4 separate regions of the Rattus norvegicus genome follow, and regions 2, 3 and 4 are each linked to region 1. The links are chromatin contacts, called in public Hi-C maps. All regions are on one chromosome and are shown on one strand. The core of a region is the stretch at or near the end of the contact, and the rest is flanking DNA. Distances in the headings are between cores, read along the strand shown.

What was found. Hi-C and Micro-C count contacts between places; a contact is called where the count stands out from the background.
Region 2: a contact with region 1 is called in a Hi-C map of mammary epithelial cells, with 2.3 times the contacts expected there. The contact joins two enhancer-like sites. A contact is called at or near these places in 2 of 12 Hi-C or Micro-C datasets (kidney and mammary epithelial cells).
Region 3: a contact with region 1 is called in a Hi-C map of kidney, with 4 times the contacts expected there. The contact joins two enhancer-like sites. A contact is called at or near these places in 4 of 12 Hi-C or Micro-C datasets (Schwann cells, kidney and liver).
Region 4: a contact with region 1 is called in a Hi-C map of liver, with 3 times the contacts expected there. The contact joins the promoter of Jarid2l1 here to the enhancer-like site in region 1. A contact is called at or near these places in 4 of 12 Hi-C or Micro-C datasets (kidney, liver, mammary epithelial cells and 1 more).

The regions. Positions count from the first base shown.
Region 1 is chr17:20,590,187-20,592,859 of GRCr8, reverse strand. No RefSeq gene overlaps it. Among named protein-coding and RNA genes, the nearest start is that of RGD1596092, 180 kb to the left of the region's middle. Within about 2 kb of position 1,374, at least 51 of the 93 cell types and tissues checked have an H3K27ac peak or open chromatin away from gene starts, as enhancers often do. A contact at or near this core is called in kidney, liver and prefrontal cortex, where this site is marked.
Region 2 is chr17:21,087,663-21,090,335 of GRCr8, reverse strand. No RefSeq gene overlaps it. Among named protein-coding and RNA genes, the nearest start is that of Cd83, 24 kb to the left of the region's middle. Within about 2 kb of position 1,310, at least 35 of the 93 cell types and tissues checked have an H3K27ac peak or open chromatin away from gene starts, as enhancers often do.
Region 3 is chr17:21,033,606-21,036,278 of GRCr8, reverse strand. LOC102551899 (a long non-coding RNA gene) reads left to right here. Exons shown (of 4, transcript XR_010059143.1): 2 at 206-322; 3 at 1,668-2,652. Among named protein-coding and RNA genes, the nearest start is that of Cd83, 78 kb to the left of the region's middle. Within about 2 kb of position 1,373, at least 52 of the 93 cell types and tissues checked have an H3K27ac peak or open chromatin away from gene starts, as enhancers often do. A contact at or near this core is called in kidney and liver, where this site is marked.
Region 4 is chr17:20,160,994-20,163,666 of GRCr8, reverse strand. Jarid2l1 (jumonji and AT-rich interaction domain containing 2 like 1) reads right to left here and starts at 1,369. Exons shown (of 3, transcript XM_063276985.1): 1 at 1,248-1,369; 2 at 1-991. The coding sequence starts at 1,369. The coding sequence ends at 337. It overlaps Jarid2 (jumonji and AT-rich interaction domain containing 2), which reads left to right and starts at 1,697. Exons shown (of 18, transcript NM_001427247.1): 1 at 1,697-2,266. The coding sequence starts at 2,222.

The DNA of each region.
Region 1 (2,673 bases), core at 125-2,624:
TAGAGCACAGAGTCCAGAAGCTAAAGTCTCAAGAGCAAAGAAAGCTAAATTGTACTGAACCAAGTTTGTTCATTGCCAACGTGGCCATGGCATCTCACACGAAGATGTTTATAAGCCGTATCTCTGAACCCGTGCAGTTCACCACTGACCACGTTATGCAGCTATTTCCTCTAAACTGAGATGTTTCTTCATGGAGAGAGGAGGGAGTCTCACAAGACTCAGCCAGGTTCACAGGGCTCTTTCCCCTGTAGTCAGCCATGCTTCTGTAAGTCAACCCCTAGCTCAGAGCCACTGCCAAGGTAGTCTAGGCTGCCATCATGTCTTTGGTCTGTCATTGGTGTCCTGTTATGAAGTGAATGATGCTTGTTCGCCTTTCCCCCCAGAAAACCTTGCACACCATTTTAACACGCTTATTTTAAGTACTTTCTAATGGGACAATTCTAGATCCGTAAGTATAGCAAGTAAGCCCACCCCCGTTTCCCAAGCCGGAAAGTAGTGTGAGGTCAAGTTTGTCCTCTTTGATGAGCAAGATGCAAACTATGAAAGTTGAGAGGGAACATCTCAACTTGTTAAGAACTGAGACTCTAATCTACAATTGACTAAGCATGGAGTAAGATGAGATTCTAGACTGCAAGCATCACAGAAGAAAAGGAGGGAGGGGAAGGGAGGAAGGGAAAGACCGGCGTGGGGAGAGCTACAAATAGATTCTAAGAAGACACATCTCACTCGGTACCTGTGGCTCCTCCCAGCTCTCCCAGCATCCTGCGGTACCTGTGGCTCCTCCCAGCTCTCCCAGCATCCCTCGGTACCTGTGGCTCCTCCCAGCTCTCCCAGCATCCTGCGGTACCTGTGGCTCCTCCCAGCTCTCCCAGCATCCCTCGGTACCTGTGGCTCCTCTCAGCACTTCTCACCATGCCCTCTACCCTAAACCTCTCCCTCCCAGGGGCTGGGCTTCCCTCCCCCACAGCTTTAGGTCTCTGCATAACTCTGCCATTTTAGGTATCTCCACTTCATAGCCTGAGCTACCTCTCTTGCTCTCCCTTCCCCTCTCTCTTCTTGAGGTCCGGTTTAGTCTGCCGGCCATGCTCAGCCTGAACTCTTCGTTCTGCCTGCTTTCTCCCTTATATCTACAATAAAATTTTTCTCCATAGTCTAAGAGTAGTCATGTCTCCTTTTATTTCATTTCTTTTCCCCCTATTCCACCAGCAAATCCTTTAAAATGCTCAAACTGAGTCTTCGTACAAGCCCGAGAGAGCAATGGAAACCTTGCCTGAGGATGAACTTTTATGACATGGGGTTGTTAGTCACATGTATACTGTGTGCGCTGTGGATGACTCAAAAATAAACACTGCACTACGACAGCTCTGGGCCTCAAGCTCAGGTGCCACTCCCTCCAAGCCGGCCTGGGAACCAAGTCCCCTCCTCCATTGAGAGCTGGCCTCTCACTCCTCACGTGGCAAGGGCTTTCCTTCCAAGAGCTCAGCTACATGGTTATGTAAGGTTCTCCTGTCTTCTTGGGCCAAGAACTGAGTCAGCTGCCTGCCTAGATAGGTCAGTTCAGGAAACCAAACCACACAGCCCAGGAAATGCACCGAGGCGGAGAAGCCAGTGAACCTGCTGGGAGTTGGCTGTCCTCAAGGGCGGCCAGCACGCCTCCTTCTGACCCGGAGTGTGAAATCCAAGCTTCTATGCAGGTCAGCGCGAAGGACCTTTGAACGAAGTCTCTCTGTGGCTGCCTTGTCGGGGATCAAAAGTGTTCACTTGGCTCTTCTGACAACCTTTTCCCACACAAGGATACAATGCTTTCATAGTATCAAAAACCTCAATGTCTGAAGCCGCCATTCCAAACAGCTGTTTCTGGAGGCTAAGAGAACCTTCTAGAACAGCTGTTCTCAGCCTAGCTGAGGCAATGCCTCTGGAGTTGGGCCCAGAGAATTGAGGGCGATAAATTTTAAGTTCTTGCAGTGTTCGGGCTGTGTGTTTTAGAACTCACCATTGGAGATTTTTAGTCCCTTCTAGGATGGTAACGTGTCACTAGCCTGGGTCGTGAAAAGACACATCAGACATGACAATCAAAACTGAAGTCCTTTCCTGCCTCTCTCCACCATCCCTGGTGCAATTAACAGGACAGGACAGATCCCTAACCTTGGCTGGTCTCTCAACCTCAGTGTAACTGAAGCTGGCTCCCACCTAACACCCTTCTGTTATCCATTGAACCTGAACACAGCCCCAAAGAGAACTATGACAGAGCCAGGAGTCTTGAAAGGCTGATGATAGACTCCAAGCCTTCCGGAAGAATCCTGTTACAAAAACAGGTCGTTGGGAAAGACAGAGGATGCCTTTCCCGATTGGGAAGATGGCCCTGCAGGCTAGAATGCCTTCTATTCCGTTCTGGCAATCTTCTGCCATGGGCTGGAGAGAGGCTTCAGTACAGTGCTTTCCTTCCAAGCACAAGTACGTGAGTTTGATTCCTAGGACCTATGTTTGGGGCGAGGGAGCTGCCAGGCATGTGTGACCCCAAAGCTGATGGGGGTGGAGACAGGGAAGTTCCTGACGCTGACTAGCCAGACGTCCTACCTCACTTGGTGAGTTACAGGCCAGAGAGGGATGGTGGACCACTCCTGAGGAAGGACCATCAAGTGTGCACGCATGTGCTCTTGCACAGGCGCAAAA
Region 2 (2,673 bases), core at 61-2,560, 500 kb before region 1:
GCTGGCTTTGGTCTTCTCTGACCTTGAAGAATATCCCTGATGTCTGTTCTCCTTATGTAACATGGTGTCTATTGACCAGCTGCCTTCCAGAGCACAGCATGAATCCTCTGAGTTCTCGATCATCGGTTGACGTTTGTGCGTTTTCAACTATATAACAGGCACCAGAGTCTTTCCTTGGTTCTCTGCTCTACTGATTTTGAGTTATGCAATTACTCCTTAAAAATTTAAAAGTAGCTAAATCTGAGTAAACACACCAACATACTATGATGATAAATCAAGGGGCGCCCTTTGGGCTGTGTGATGGGTATGTCTGGGGGATGGGTATAAATGTGCAAGGGAGAAAGGAAAACAGAGCTACAGAGCACTGCTCATCGCTGTGGACCTTCACACATCCCACACAGGACCCTCTGTCCTTCAGAGACAAGGTATTTCCCTTGAATGTCTCTCTTCTCCTTTCCACTTCTTTATTTAACTCAGGGGATTCCGGGCAGCATACAGTGAAGTCACAAAGGACTCTCAGGAGAGCATCATCGAAGCTGGGTGTATCTGTTTCCATGGTTTCTGAGAAGTTAGGGTGAGGGAAGGAGTTGGAGCTCGGGCACTAAGGCTTCTACTCTCGTTTCCTTTCAATGCATAAACACGTACGGTATTCCCCTCTGGGCAGAGGAACTGGACCCCACTTAGAGGTTCATTTAGATGTCGCATGTGTAAGGGATACTGTTTTTGCTTCATTATAAGAGGCACTATTTCTTCCAATTGACCATCTTCCCCCTGATGCTTTGCCAAAGTGGCCTGTTTACAATCTACTCTCACAGATTACAGCACTTACCAGAGGCAAGTAGGGAGAAATTCAGACACCGAAAAGCTTTGAGACGCCCCACAGGCTTGGAATGCTTTTTTCCAAGGGGGAAGAAAAACAATCTGTAAATGTGTACGTATTTGCCCAAGTCTTCCCCCACCCCCAAAGCCAGCTGGACAGCCTGTCAACGACTCCCATTCAGGAACAACAAAGACCCATGTCAGAAGTCAGGGGACGAGGAGGCTGAGAACTAACAATAATTTTGCTCTTACACAGCAGTTTTTATCTGAAGACCTCAGAGTGCTTTATAAACATTAATTAAATTGCCCGACGGCCCCGCGAGATGACTGTGTGTCACTGTTTCCAATTGGCAGGGGGTGGTGGGACCAGGAGTGTCGGCATGGAGCGAAGTTGGAAATAGGCCATGCTGCATGCCTGTGGATTGCAGACTCAGAAGTGGGGACATTTCCCTGTGAGCCCAAGGCTGTGGTCAGGTGTACAGTCTTCCCCGGGATAAGGAAGTGGTCTGGTGACTCCCCAGTAGGAGCCAAGTTATGTGTAAGTGAGTGGGCCAGCTGCACCGGAGTTGGATGGTGATATGGTCTCCTCAGAGGCTTCGTCACCACATACCAAGGTAAGTCACTACAAACTGCTTTTTGTAAATAGTGACTCTCATGTGGCATTTCCTAGGAAGACGTGACTAGTTATCTAGACAGGCATCCGCCACAGACCAAAGACGTGATCCTGCACAAGTCTAGCTTGTCCACGCAATGAGTTGGCTTTGGTTATTGATAATAACTTGTGGCTGAATCACAGGCAACTCCATTACAGAGAAGACCACTGCATTGTGGGTGACGACTCACAATTTGCAGTTAGCCTCACTGCCGAGACCTTTCTCTCAGCCATTGTTTCTTGCTGCTATAATCTTGCGGGAGGGGCTTGTGAATTCTGTGATTTTTATGAGCTTTTATAATCTTGTCAATTTGCTCCCTGAGTCTTATGAGCTCCCCCCACCCCCTCCCCATCCCAGGAGAGAATGTTCAAATTCAGGGAAACAGACATACAAGAGTTGGCTTTGATTTCCGCATACATGTCCAGAACTGCTAGGTGGAATAGTATTCCATCTTGAATATAGGTGCATCAAACTATGTCCTCCAAAGAGGGTCTACTGAAGTCTTCCCCTCTGGTACCTATTCACACAACCTACTCTGGAGGTAAGGTCTTTGAAAATGTAATGCCCGTGAGATGCTAGTGCTTAGGTCGATGTCCATATAAAAGAGGGGGAATTTGGGCACAGGCACAGGTAGTCACACAGAAAAAAGAAAGGCCCGGGGTTGAGGATTTAGCTCAGTGGTAGAGTGCTTGCCTACCAAGCGCAAGGCCCTGGGTTCAGTCCTCAGCTCTGAAAAAAAAAATTAAAAAAAATTAGAAAGGCCCAGTGAGGTCAGAGGTAACACTGCCCGTGATGCATCCACGAAGCCTGTGAATGTCAAGGATTGCTGGCAACACCAGAAGCAGGGAGAGGAGCCTAGAGGTGGTCCTGCCTAAGTGACTTCAGGGGCAGCATGGCTCCATTGTACCAGACTTCTGGCTCCCAGATCTGAGTATCTTTTTGTTGTTGTTGTTGTTGTTGTTGTTGTTTTAAGCTGACCATCCTGTGGCCTTTTGTTCTGGAAGCTGCAGAAAAGAGCTTAATGACTTAAATGAGGAGGCCTTCAAATCCAGGGTGGTTAAAACATCTTGCATTTGAAAACATATCCTGCTATCCAATAACCAGGGGAAAGCTTCCTGAGGGACAGGGCCTGGGTATGGTTTTAAATGGATGACTGCTTCAGTCCTGGGATGCTCCAGCTGATGGCAAGGACAGGTGGGCA
Region 3 (2,673 bases), core at 124-2,623, 440 kb before region 1:
TACTGGACAGGACTTAGTGGGTCTACAAGGCCTGTTGTATCAAGTAATGGATAAACTCAGGGGTTAACATACACATAGGAGAGTTCTCAAGGTTAGCTACCTCCCCCCTTCTTGTGCAGTGTGTGTGTGTGTGTGTGTGTGTGTGTGTGTGCGCGCGTGCGTGTCTTATGTCTCCTTCCAGTTGACCAAGTTCCCTCTCTCATAGGCACAAGCTTGACATGCTGTGTTGGGAAAGAGTGAGGTCTCCACGTTGATGAAAGGCAGGGCTACTCTCAAGGAAGAGTCTTGGAAGAGCCCCTAAACTGCTTCCTGCTCTTGACAGGTAGGTCATTTCCACCACCCTCAGGGGCAATCTAACCCTGAATGAAGATAAAATTCACGACTAGAAAGTCACCCCTCCAGTCGAGTAGGATGGCTGGATCCTGGAGGCTGGGCCATTTTTGCCTATGTAAGAGCATCCGACAACAGTGTGACAGCTTCTAGTCCTTCAAAATGCCCTCAGGTACAGGAATGGGTTAGACGTTCTCAGGGGGGCAATCCTGGATTTGTTACAGAGAGGTCAATATGCAAGGGGAACCATGATCAGAAGGGAGAGAGGGAGAGAGGCCATTCACAAGAAACAATGTGCTTGGCCCTGAAAACCAGGAGAACCCCTTGGAGACTGAGCTTGTTAGAGGCCATTCTGATTCCCTCCATCCGACATTGTGTAGTGTGGTCAGCTCAGCGTTCAAGGGTGGGCTGGTTTATGTCAACACGGTGGGATTACCACAAAAGTCATTCTTTGTACTGGGGAAAATGAAAACCAACTAAGTTAACATTTTTCCCCCTGTGACCCAATTCCTGGCTTTCTCTGCTTTGTCCTCCTCTGACCAGTCCTTTAGGCTCTGTGAGGTGTTGATGCTCATTTGTAGCAATAAGTTTTATGGCATTGAGCCACTGACTAGGGGTATCTTTATTCTGTTTTAACCCACTAAGAATCTAGGGGACAGACTGGTTGCTAAGGCTTTGGTAAAGCAACAAGTGACTGACACAGGAGGACAAGGACACGTCCCTTCTGCCATCTCCTCATTCACTCGCTGTCCCCCAGGGGGTTTCTACTAAAGATCTGGTTCCCCAGCTCCAAAGCAAGGTCGGAACTCCAACCACCATCCCCAGCCACTCCCCCAGCCAGCTTGCTCTGCGCAGGCAGAGCCTTCCACGCCTTCCCGGAGTCTCCAAGCGCACGCGCCACTTGACTAGCGCTGTCATTGGCTGCTGCCTGTTGCTAACCCACGTGACCGGCTCCGGCACGCTCCGCCCCTGCTCCTGCTAGCCTAGTGCGTTCCTGCGGACGTGCGCTGCTGCCTAGCCTCTGCTGGATGCTGCTAACTGTCGTCCGCGATGCAGCCGCCGGCCACAAGGTGGCAGTGCCGTGCTGCGTGTCTACACGCCCCTGGCTGCGCAAGACCAGCCTGGCAAAAGTTTTCCAGTCTTCCAGCAGATGCGCCCAGGCCTTGAGTCCTCCGGGGCGAGACGGAGGCAGGGGGTGGGGGAAACGCCGATGTCCCGGGATGATTTGCAAGGCATGCATTTGTTGTCACGAGCTCGGAGAAACAGTTTCGGGGACCTGTCACAGATGCAAAGTCTGTTGATATTTCCAGGAGTGTTTGGTTTGGTTTTGGCTTTAGGGACCGTACACCAAGCATCGATTCTAGAGGAGGCGAACAGCACTGACAGCTATTCTTTGTCTCTCGTCTGGGCTTTGCACGGAGCTCGACGTCGTTTCCATGGGTGAGAAATACCACTGCCACTACCTTGATAGCGTTCCTGCCTCCATGGTTCCTGACCTGCCTAGAAAGGGAGGACCCTGGAGACTCTTGTTCTACAGCTGTCCTCAGGATACCCTTAATTCCCAGGCGCAGGGATAAGCTTGTCTGACCCCATTTGACCCCGCCGCAGGCGCCAGGCGTCCTCATTTATTGTGAGGCCTAAGAGTCCTCAAGGCTGCCTGCCTACTCCCCCGTCCCCGCCCCCCCCCCCCCCCCCCCGCCAACCACCACCCACCACTCTCCTTGTCCTGTGGGGGAGTCATATGCCTCCTTCCTGTTGTCTAAGCTTCCCTCTTCCATAGGCACAAGCCTGCCCCTCTGCGTTTTTTACTTTAAAACGGGTGTTCTGAGGATTGTCTCTAGTTCAGGTGATGTGAGAGAACTAGGTCTGAGGGAGGTAGACGGCAACATTAGTGGGGATCGGTGCTGCATTGCTAAATGTGGCGCAGGGAAGGGAAACACATCTGGGATTCCACGGGGCAGCAGCAGATCTGTCACTTGGGCAGAGCCTTTGAGCGCTCTCAGGTAATTTCCAGATATCTATTGTTTGCTTTAACCTGACATTCATTTGCATCTGACTGAGTCTGGAATTTTTGCTGGGACCCTGACTGGGCAGGCTATTTCTATTCCCTCCTGCCTATGCTCCCAGGAGAGGTGGAGACTGTCTTGGGTTTGGCTTGGAGGATGTCGATATGCCTCATTTTCAAACTAAAGATCTAGAAGAGACCAGCAAGAAACAGCACAGAGTCTACGTAGGTGGATACCAGAGAATCGCCTGGAGAGATTTACAGGTGTGTTCTGGACTTTGGGAACCGTGGACACACAGAACCAGCTACCTGTTTCGGTGAGAGAAGTTGGAGATGGG
Region 4 (2,673 bases), core at 120-2,619, 430 kb after region 1:
GCTCCAGCCTTTTCGTTTTTTCCTGAGGCTAGCCAGTCAGATTTGAAAAACAGGACCTTGAAGACCATAGGTTAGAACCAGGAAATTAGCGCAGAAGCTGCCGTGAGACTTGATAAAGTTACTGCGAGTGCGAATGCCCCAGAGAGCGACAGCAGGGCCTGCGATCCATTGATCTGAGCGACTGGCGAGCCTGGGCAGGGGCTGGGGCAGGTAAGGCTGTGGGGCACAGACCGTTGGTCTTTTGGGCACTCAGTGTTCGAGACGTTTCCTTACGGTCGGCCTGTGTGTGGTTCGGTCTCCATATTCCGCGGATGTTTTCACCTCAGCGTTTGAGTCTCACTCGCGGACAGCCCTAGTCTTGAGGGTAAAGACCCCCTTAACCGTCTTCAGAGACGGCGGGGCTTCACCTCCGAGCCACCAGCGCTGGCCTAGTGTCGCGCCGGCCGGAGATACGCGGGCTGGCGACCACGAGGCCGCGTGCCTAGCCCAGAGGCTGCCCTCCCTTCCGCTCCGCGCGTGGGCTCGCGTGCGGCCGCCGGCCGGCGTTAAGCCGTGACCTCGGACCACCCCGGCCGGCCGCGCGGCGTTTGCTCGGCACACGGGCGCTGTCCTGAGGTGACACCGCCTGCAACGGCAGAAGCAGCAGACGCCGCCGATCAGCGAGTTCGCACCGAGGATTCCTCTTGGTGCGTGGCCCAGTTTTTTTTTTTTTTTTTTTTTGCTTAGGACCCGCTCCAAGCCCTCGCTGACACCGCCCCCCGCGCCGCCACGCTCCGAGGCCTTCCCCGGGGAAGCCTGGCGGCTTTCCCTCGCGGGCCCGCGGCGCGCTCTCGCGCGCGATTCCTCGATTCCACAGGCGGTTCGCGCCCGGGGTGGGGGCGGGGCGCGCGGGGCCGGGCCGGCGGCCCGCGGGGAGGGGACTGGGGGCGGGCCGGCGTGGGGAGTTCCTCGCTCCCGGACCACACGCTCCGCGGGCCAATCCCGAGCCACCCTCTAGCAGTGTCGCACGCGGGACACGTCCAAGCGTTTGTTGGCAGGGCTGGGGAAGGGGGAGGGGGAGACCTCAGGGAAGGGAGTTGAGTGACAGGAGGTGTGGGGCACGCTGGGAATTGTAGTTCTTAGCTTCCGTGGCCATAGCCATTTTGTAGTCAAGGGACTACAACTTCCAGAAGATCAAGGGGACTATTCTAAGGTGCCCCGGGAATAGGCGGCTCTCCCCCGGGCCGGGCGTCCTGGGGCAGTGGTACCCTGCTGCCCGGCTGCAGGTAGACGTGAGGGCAGTGGCGAAGGCTTGCATGCGGCGACTGTTGGGTGAGCGGACTGCCGGGGGGAAAGGGGCTGAGGTGGAGCGACCGAGCGTGCCATGCATTGAGCTAGGGAGCCTCTCTCAATTCCAGGACTGGGCTCGGCATGGGAGAGGCGCCTGACGGGCGGCCCGCAAAGGATTCGCTGAGGCCTCTCCGGGGTCTCGTCGACGGGGCTGCGGGAGTTCTCTGCACTGGGCCAGGGTTTGTGGGCAAAGGGTAGGCAGGCGTGCGGGGGCTCAGCTGTGGGAGTTTTCGGCTGGCGAGAGATGGCGAATTAGCCGAGGAGCCCTAACTTGTATAAAAGCAGAGTCCATTTAAAGTTGGGCTGGATAGCCTCTCTCTCATTGGTTAGGGGGCTTGGAAAAAAGAGACTCGGCGAGCCCTCCGCTGTGGTGCTGCCGCCGCCGCCGCCGCCGCTGGAGTTGACTCTTCTGCTCGCACTGCTGCTGCAGCACAAACGTGACTTCCAACGTTTTAAATTTATCTTTCCTTTTTCTTTTTCAAGATGTAACTACAGATCAGATGCTAAGGACCTTCACGTTTCGCTGATGTAGTTTTTGGAAGAAAAAGGGGGGGAGTGAAGGGCGTCGGTTTTTTTTTCTTTTTTTCTTTTTTTTTGTGTCTGTTGTATGTTTCGGGGGAAATTTTCCATTATGAGTGTTTTACTAAAGTGAATTTTTCTTGTTTGCTTCGTTCGTCTTTGGCTCTTTTTATTTTTTTTCTTTTATCCTTCTCAATTTCGGATTTATTTCAAGGCGAATCTGGCTTTGGGGGAAGAGGAAGAAAAGTCGGATTACAAGATCAACCACCACCACCAACAATAAAAACCACCAGGATATTTTTTTGCAAATTTCTGACGGCTTTAAATTCATGAAGCAATTGTCCCCTTTTGCAATCAGCATTTGGATCTCAGAATGAGCAAGGAAAGACCCAAGAGGAATATCATTCAGAAGAAATACGTAAGTGCTCCTAACAACACATCCTTTGGCTTGCAGTTTTAAGCGATGGCTGTGAATGTCAAGTTTATAGATAATTCTGCAGCTGAAAGGTTCTAAACGTAGCGTCCGATAAGGCTCTTTCTTTTTCCGAAAGGGCTTTTCAGGCAAAGTCGTGTCTGCCTAGTTTGGTTGAGAAAACAGACTGGTGTACAGATACCTCAAGTATATAAATTGACCTCGAATGACACAACGTTAATGTACTTTAGATGAAAGGCAAGGGGTTTTGGTGGAGGTTGGGGTTCTGTGTGTGTGTGTGTGGGGGGGGGGGGCTGCAGTGATCTAACTGCATTCTCGGGAGGATTTGGCCCCATATTGCACTTTGCATACAAATGAGCCGGTTATTAGTGTTATTTGGAAAATCGTGTAAG